Linked DNA regions of Mus musculus: region 2 is linked to region 1. The links are chromatin contacts, called in public Hi-C maps. All regions are on one chromosome and are shown on one strand. Each heading gives the region's core, a stretch centred on a gene start, on an enhancer-like site or on the middle of the called end of the contact. The rest is flanking DNA. Distances are from core to core; before and after follow the strand shown. Region 1 has its middle 3.1 kb from the start of Gm13218. Region 2 has its middle 89 kb from the start of Gm13218.

Region 1 (3,958 bases), core at 1,040-3,539:
GGAGTGCAGAGCTCAGCACGTTTCTGCAACTGTTTTGATGATGCTTTTGAGTGTTCCCATCACTACCGAGATGCTGCCGCTCTCCTCAAGACCACAATCTATTAGCTCCAGTGGCTTTTCAGCGACTCAGCCAGGCCGCAGCTTCCTGCTTACCAAGAGAGCTGCCTGGGGTGCTGCCAGCCCAGCCTCCGGGGGCCATGCCCCGCCCTACACCACCCTTCACCTTCGCCACCAGGGTCCTGGCTCTGAAGAGGTTTTCCTTTTACAAAGATCATAAGCGCTTGTCAAAAGATACCAAGAGTGTATGACAGCAATGGGTTGTTTTTTTTTTTTTTTTGTAGGCAGCCTTAGGAAACGTGACCTCAATGATGTTTCTAGTAAGTCCAGTTGCTTGGGCCCAGGACAGCGGCCCTGCTCCTGGAGGTGAACTTCTGGACTTGGCTGGGTTCGCAGCTGTCAACAATTAGATCTTGTTTAGAAGGCATTTTGTTTGTGGATCTCCAATCTCTCTCTACCTCTTTCTCTATTCACCCGTGTGTGTGTGTGTGTGTGTGTGTGTGTGTGTGTGTGTGTGTGTGTGTGTGTGCTGCACATAAGCACACAGAAGATGGCAAAGACAAATAGTTTGCATTAGGACTTTGGGATGTTTTTAGATGAAATTATTTTCTATTGGATATTTTATTTATTTGCATTTCAAATGTTATCCTCTTTCCCAGCTTCCCCTCCACAAATCCCCTATCCCATCCCCCCCCTGCTTTTATGAGGGTGTTCCCCCACCCACCCAACCACTCCTGCTCCCCGCCCTGGCATTCCTCTGCTACTGGGTCCATGAGTCCCATCATGTGTACTCTTTGGTTGGTGGTTTAGTCCCTGCAAGCTCCGGGGAGGCGCGGGGAGGGGCGGGGGAGGGGCGGGGGGTGGGGATGGGGGGGGCGGAAGGGGTGCGGGGGGCGGGGGGAGGAATCTGGTTGCTTGGTGCTGTTCTTCCTATCCCAAGTGTAAATCACAAACTTTCTTCCCAAAAGAAATTCAGGATTTTTTTTTCTATGTAGCACTAGGGTTATCATTCTACAGCTACACTACACCCCAGCCCTCTTTTCACTCTTTATTTTGAGATAAGGTACTCTTAGAACTTCCTACATTGCCCAGGCTAGCCTTGAACACAGTGCACAGTCCAGGCAGGTCTCCAGCTTGCAAACCTCCTGACTCAGTGGCTGGGATTACAGATTTGTGTGAGCAGCAGGCATAGATTTTTCTTTAAAAAAAATAAAATAAAATAAAAAATAAAGCCCAGTGTTTTTTCACATGGTCTGGGAAGGGCCTAACAAGTGGGTTTCCTGCAGAGGAAGAGGAGAGCGTTGCCCTGACTCTCACCTGCTGGAGGGGGTAGAGAGGGGCCTGCAGCCAAGTCATCATTTTTGAATGTGTGTCAGTTACAACTACAAAGGCAACCAAAAGGAGGTCTTATCCGTTGTCTGTGAGCTTCAGTTGGGAACAGCAGGCAGCATTTAGGTTTGGGGTTTTTTTTGTTGTTTTTTTTTCACCCCCAAAGCTATAAATAGCCCAGCATGTGGGGCATCCTGGCTGCTCTACCTTACACTTGAGATCCAAGCAGGTAGCCACCCCCTTCTCCCCTGCAGACATTTTCCACAACACGTATGTGATGAGAAGAAATGTCTCCCGGAGTGGGGTGTGTGTGTGTATTCGTATGTTGTTATTTTGGTCTTAACTTTGATGCATGCCACCCACGCTCTCAGCCAGGGGTGCGAGTCCTCCTTGATGCCTTAACGAAGTGGTGGGCTTCGAAGGAAGAGAGGAAGGAAGAAAACAACTCTACTGTCCAGATATGCTCTTACTTTAAGTTTTTGTTACTTAAAGTTTGTTGATAGTCTATAAACTGACTTTGTTCTATGTGTCTCTAGGAAGCTATGCTTTCTGCAGATTTTCTTAACTACCTCCCAACTCTTTGGTGAAGAAAATGGTCTTTACTCTTTGCCCTTTATGAGTGAGTGTGTGTGTGTGTGTGTGTGTGTGTGTGTGTGTGTATGCAACAGTTGTTGTCCTTGCTTATTCTCCATCATTTTTTTCCACATAGACTAGCTGGCGAATGAGCTGCAGGATTTCAAGTCTTTCTACCCTGACCCCAGTGCCGGGGTTACGGACATGCCTGCCTGCAACATGAGGACTTTTCAAGTGGACGCTGAGGGCGCTGATCTCAGGCCCTTGTGTTCTCGTGGAAAACACTTTACAAACAGAACCATCTCCCAAGCCTGTCTTCTCACAGTTCATGAACTCAGGGGCGTGTCTCTCTGTGGTTAGACTATGAAGCCACTGTGTCAACGCCATTCTCCTCGAGCATCCCAAACCTCCTTGGCTGGGTCTTGGCTGTAAACTCAGAATCCGCATGCCTCGGCTGCTGGAGTTGCAGGCATGTGCCACCACATTCAATATTAAGTCGTTTAACACATTGCAAAGAGGACAGATTTCTGGTTCCAAGACCCCCCAACACACACACACACACACACACACACACATATGCACACACACAAGTCTAAATATGAGCAAAGTAAACCAGCAGGCAGAGAAGACGAACTTGAACAGACACTCACATTTTTTCCTTCTGTGATTTTCCTAGTTCAATAAAACCTGTCCAAACATGAAAAGTGTTCTAGCAGTTACTATACTACTGTGCATCCCTGTATCTGTCTAGCCTGTGTCTCCAATCCACTGAACATCCAGGTGCCCAGGACTAACCTAGAAGCAGGCCTATTTGATCTTCTATGATGAAACTGCAGAATCATCAGCTCAGCGGACATTTGAGTTACTAGTGTTTAGCTTGAGCATTTTATTATATATGTTGTGAGTCCATTGCCAGGTAGTACGGTTCCATAAAGCCTGATATTAGTATGGCAGGAACTGTTTATAGTTCAGTATCCCTAAAGAGCACATCTGTGATGTCTGGCCCATGAGCACACCTGTCATTATTTTCCACTATTGAAAGTAACAGCATCTTTTCCTTTACAGGGACATTAATTAGCTGCATCTTAAAGACAGAGTAAACCAGAAGCTGGGCCTAGAAGTGAATGCCTGTGGACTCAACAAACTTGGGAGTTAGGCAAAGTGAGCAATTGTCCTGAGTTCAAGGCCAGCCTGGGTTCCATAGTGAGCTCCAGGATAATCTAAATTACAAAGTGAGACCCTAACTTGAAACCAAGCAAAGTAGATAAGCAAGATAAATATCATATTTATAAGCAAAATTCCCACTAAAACTTGCTTATTTGTTGGAGGTTTAAATATAATTATTATACCATCAGACTCCTATGTAGAATCTATAGAAAGAAATGAAGCTAAAAATAACCAACCTGACATCTAAATAATTTTAGAGCAATCAAATTTGGAAGCTGTACCTGACAGCTGCCCTAGAACTGTAAAGACATTGAAAAATTAGCAATTAGCCTGAAATTCTTTCCGTCTTCCACTCTGCTCCGTTTGACCATTCTTTTTAATGTTTTTGACATTTTCTTAACACACCCTATATGCAGCAGTCTTGACAATTAATTAACTAACCTTCATGCAATTTCCCTGAAGTAGATGGATGAAAAGCACTGGGGCTTTATCTGTGCTTCTCAGGGTACTAAAAACAGAAAGGTTATGACTTACCCAAAAAGTCACACAGCAAGCTTTCAGAAGAGCTGGAATTGCTACCAAGGAACTCTGCCTCCTGCCAACCCCTGTGACTCTCATCCGCACTAGAATTTTCCTGACTCACCACTAAGTCCAGTCCACCCAACTAGGCCAAGTTTGCTTCACTGACTTCCTGGAGGTATTAGCCTTGCGCAGAGTTGGCCAGGGAAAAAAAGGCTTGAATTCAATGCAGAAGGCATGGGGAGAAAAGAACAAGTCAGATGGTCAATGACACTCTTTCACTCACACCGCCAACTTGCCAACCACTCAGCGG
Region 2 (3,958 bases), core at 366-2,865, 85 kb after region 1:
GAGGGCATCATCCTGAGTGAGGTAACCCAATCACAAAAGAACTCACACAATATGTACTCACTGATAAGTGGATATTAGCCCAGATACTTAGAATACCCAAGATATAAGATACAATTTGTGAAACTCATGAAACTAAAGAACGAAGACCAAAGTGTGGACAAAACACCCATAGAAGGAGTTACAGAGACAAAGTTTGGAGCTGAGATGAAAAGATGGACCATCTAGAGACTGCCATATCCGGAGATCCATCCCATAATCAGCCTCCAAACGCTGACACCACTACATACACTAGCAAGATTTTGCTGAAAGGACCCTGATATAGCTGTCTCTTTTGAGGATATGCCGTGGCCTAGCAAACACATAAGTGGATGCTCACAGTTAGCTATTGGATGGATCACAGGGCCCCCAAGGGAGGAGCTAGAGAAAGTACCCAAGGAGCTAAAGTGATCTGCAACCCTATAGGTGGAACAACAATATGAACTACCCAGTACCCCCCGGAGCTTGTGTCTCTAGCTGCATATATATCAGAAGATGGCCTAGTCGGCCATCAGTGGAAAGAGGCCCATTGGTCATGCAAACTTTATATGCCTCAGTATAGGAGAATGCCCAGACCAAGAAGTGGGAGTGGGTGGGTAGGGGAGTGGGTGGGGGAGGGTATGGGGGACTTTGGGGATAGCACTGGAAACGTAAATGAAGAAAACACCTAATAAAAATAAAATAAAATAAAATATTAAAAAAGAAAAGAAAAGAAAAAGCTGGTGCATACCTACACCCCCCCCCAAAAAAATGGTGAGAAGAAAGACAGAAACAAGAGGATCTCTGGAAGTTTCCAGGCCAGCTAGCCTAGCCTATGTGGTGAAGTTCTAGGTCAATGAAAAACCCTCCCCAAAGAAAAGTTCAGATACCTACGCGCCCATATTCAAGACTGTCCTCTGATGGCCAGCCATTCTGTGCATGCACACACCACACTGTATACACACGCATATAGACAAATAACAAAATAAAATAGTAATGATAATAATAATTAGGTGGAATTATTTTGCCCTTTACAAAACAGAGAAATCAAAAGCTGGAAAAAGCACATAACCCAGTGATTTTTATAAAATTAAAAAGAGAAAAAATTATATAATACTACTGATAAAGTATGGTGGTTTGGTCTCTATCCCTTTTCCCTTTCTTTATGGAAATATTATTTAAACCAAAAAAAAAAAAATGCCACGCCTGTCAAACCATAATGTTTATTTTAGCAGCTGGTGAGACCTGACCTGTAAATTGGGCAGCCTGACAGTGTCAATCTCCTCCTGGGAAAAAGCATTCTGCATTGTGTAAACAGAAACCGTGGCGTCAGGACTATGCTTCCCAAGACCCAACAAACCAAGTCTAATTTTGATTCCTATATTGGAATCTCCCCAAAACAAATCTAAAACAGGGCAATAGTAGATCTGTTTTCTCAATGTTAAAACTTGAGAGAGAGACAGAGAGACAGAGAGAGAGACAGACAGAGAGAGAGAGAGAGAGAGAGAGAGAGAGAGAGAGAGAGAGGAAGTCATGACACCCACATGCTCAAAAGAGGAATCCCAGGACCAAAACCCATTTCCTGCCTGCAAGCCTGGAGAAACGTTTCTTCTTTATCTAAAATCCGCTTCCTGTGCCCCCTCAGAATCAAGAGCTCAGTCAAAACGCTGCTTCCGGGTTGGCAGAAGAACTCAACTCCTTTCTTCCTTTCCTTGAAAAGCACAGGGCATCAGCTGACTTCGTCTTCTGTGCTTCCTGTCCAGGACGGAGGAGCAGTAGTCTCTTGTAAGTACTTAGAGAGCCTTTGTCAGGTCCAAGCTGGGCTCCCAAGATGACCTGGTGTGTCTCCTGCAACCTCATCCACCATGTAGAAGGTGACGGGAGAGTTCTCATTGGGCACCCAGAGTCAGTCCTGCAGCAGTGCCCCAGCAGGGTTGTCTGAGCAGAGCTGTGTATCTCAGCAGAGCTCAGAGAGAGAAATGAGCAATAGCAAGGGTATTGTTGCTTCTTAAGAGCTGATTTATACAGCACCGAGTGCAAAGCTAAGTGTCACAACTATCTGTTCACGTGAGAAAATGAAGAACTCCATACTCTGTCACCCAGGGAAAATATATTTTCAGTTGAATTACAACCTGCCTTTTCTACTTTTTTCTGCTGTCAAAATTCTAATGTTCTTTGTGGAATTGGGGATGTTAAACAATTGGCCTGGGCCTGAAAACTCCAACCACGTCAAAGTCCCAGTCCTGAATGAGGCAGCAATTGGCTCCTTTTCCAATAAAATCTTCTCCTGGAGAGTGATGGTTTACTTCAGAGAAGTTTTAGGGGCATTCACTGCATACCGTGACTATTCCTCCTGGCAGAAATGACTGCCATGCATACCTCCTAAAGAGAAGCCAACGGGAAGGCTGAGGAGTAGCCGAGTTGCTGGAAACAGATATCACAGATCCTGATAGTGGGTTTGCATTCAATCCAAGCCATAATTTCATTACCCTGTGGACAGTCAGCAAGCTAGATTGTCGGATGCTTCCCCCTCTTTGCCCCCACTCTAAAAAAACTAAGAAACCCTTCCTAAATGCAGAGTAGTACAAAATAAAAGGAGCATTTACTCAGATGAAAGTACCTGAATGATGATGTGGGCATGGATGTTCACGTTCAGTATATTCATAACAGCTAATATCTGGGATGTCCTCAGGCGTCCATGCAAAAGTGGACAGATGAAAAGGTAGTGGTATGCCTGTGCAATGGATCATTTCTAAACAGCAAAGAGTTGGTTGCGCCACCCAGATAGAGTGCAAAAAACACTAAACCTGAACAAAGTCAGACAAAAGAATACAATACTAGTTTACAAGACTCCAGAAAGGAAGGAAGGAAGGGAGGGAGGGAGGGAGGGAGGGAGGGAGGGAGGGAGGGAGGGAGGGAAAGAAAGGAAGAAAGAGAGAGAAAGAAAGAAAACAGAAGAAAGAAAGAAAGAGAGAGAGAGAGAAAGAAAGAGAGAGAGAGAAAGCAAAACAAAGAAAGAGGGAGAGAAAGAAAGAAAGAAGGAAAGAGAGAGAAAGAAAGAAAACAAAACAAAGAAAGAGGAAGAGAGGGAGAGAAAGAAAGAAAGAAAGAAAGAAAGAAAGAAAGAAAGAAAGAAAGAAAGAAAGAAAGAAAGAAAGAAAGAAAGAGAAAGACAGACAAAGGCAACAGGCCCTTGGTTATGTAGAATTTGGTAAGACAAGAGGAGGCAGAGGGGTAACAGGAAATATGAGGAAACTTGGGAGAGCTTGGTGCCAGTGATGGTTTGCCTATCTGCCAGATACTTTGGGAAATCAGGTTTGGTGTCACTTCTAGTCTTCTGAATTGCTTCCTGCTGAGAAATCTGCTCTCTTGAACTCACTGTCTCTCATTCCATATTAGGTAAAGAACAAGTCACCTGGGATGTTCACTTCCCAAGTCCAGAATTCTGTGACATCCTTTTCCCCCAAGGAACGCATTGACAAGGTAAGTTATCCTTGAACAAATGGCGCACAATGACTCTCATTGTGTAGGCATTAGAGCATTCAGCAGAAAACATCAGATGTCTACTCTAAATACTGTAAGATCTCAGCACCAGGAACTAAAAACATATGTGCTTTATTGCTTTTCTGGGCCAGAAATAAGGGATAAAGAACAAAAGAGACTATATTGCTCAGGGTGGAGCAATTCAGAATACTTGAAGTGGTATTTAACCCGACTCCCCAAAGATCAAGCTACAGAAATGCCTGTGGTCCCCCATGCACACCACAGAAACCAGCCTTGGACAGGAATTTACCTTAAACTGAGCAATAAAGCCCTCTGAGTGGGCTGAGTCTAGACTGTGAATTTGCTGGAGGAAACAGTGGAGAAAGCAAAGGGAGAGACACCATTGGGAGATATGCTCCTTGAGGCCCATCCTGGGGACATGCTTGTCTCTGACCTCATA

The links. A called contact is a pair of places that touch in the nucleus more often than the background predicts.
Region 2: a contact with region 1 is called in a Hi-C map of CD4 single positive thymocytes, with 3 times the contacts expected there. The contact joins two enhancer-like sites. A contact is called at or near these places in 14 of 484 Hi-C or Micro-C datasets (CD4 T cells, CD4 single positive thymocytes, CD8 T cells and 7 more) and 5 of 115 datasets of contacts at active chromatin or transcription factors (CD8 T cells, the SCID.adh cell line, memory CD8 T cells and 2 more).

Annotation. Positions count from the first base shown.
Region 1 is chr2:9,594,047-9,598,004 of GRCm38.p6, forward strand. No RefSeq gene overlaps it. Among named protein-coding and RNA genes, the nearest start is that of Gm13218, 3.1 kb to the left of the region's middle. Within about 2 kb of position 2,290, at least 6 of the 459 cell types and tissues checked have an H3K27ac peak or open chromatin away from gene starts, as enhancers often do. A contact at or near this core is called in CD4 single positive thymocytes and the SCID.adh cell line, where this site is marked.
Region 2 is chr2:9,680,141-9,684,098 of GRCm38.p6, forward strand. No RefSeq gene overlaps it. Among named protein-coding and RNA genes, the nearest start is that of Gm13218, 89 kb to the left of the region's middle. Within about 2 kb of position 1,616, at least 47 of the 459 cell types and tissues checked have an H3K27ac peak or open chromatin away from gene starts, as enhancers often do. A contact at or near this core is called in CD4 single positive thymocytes and the SCID.adh cell line, where this site is marked.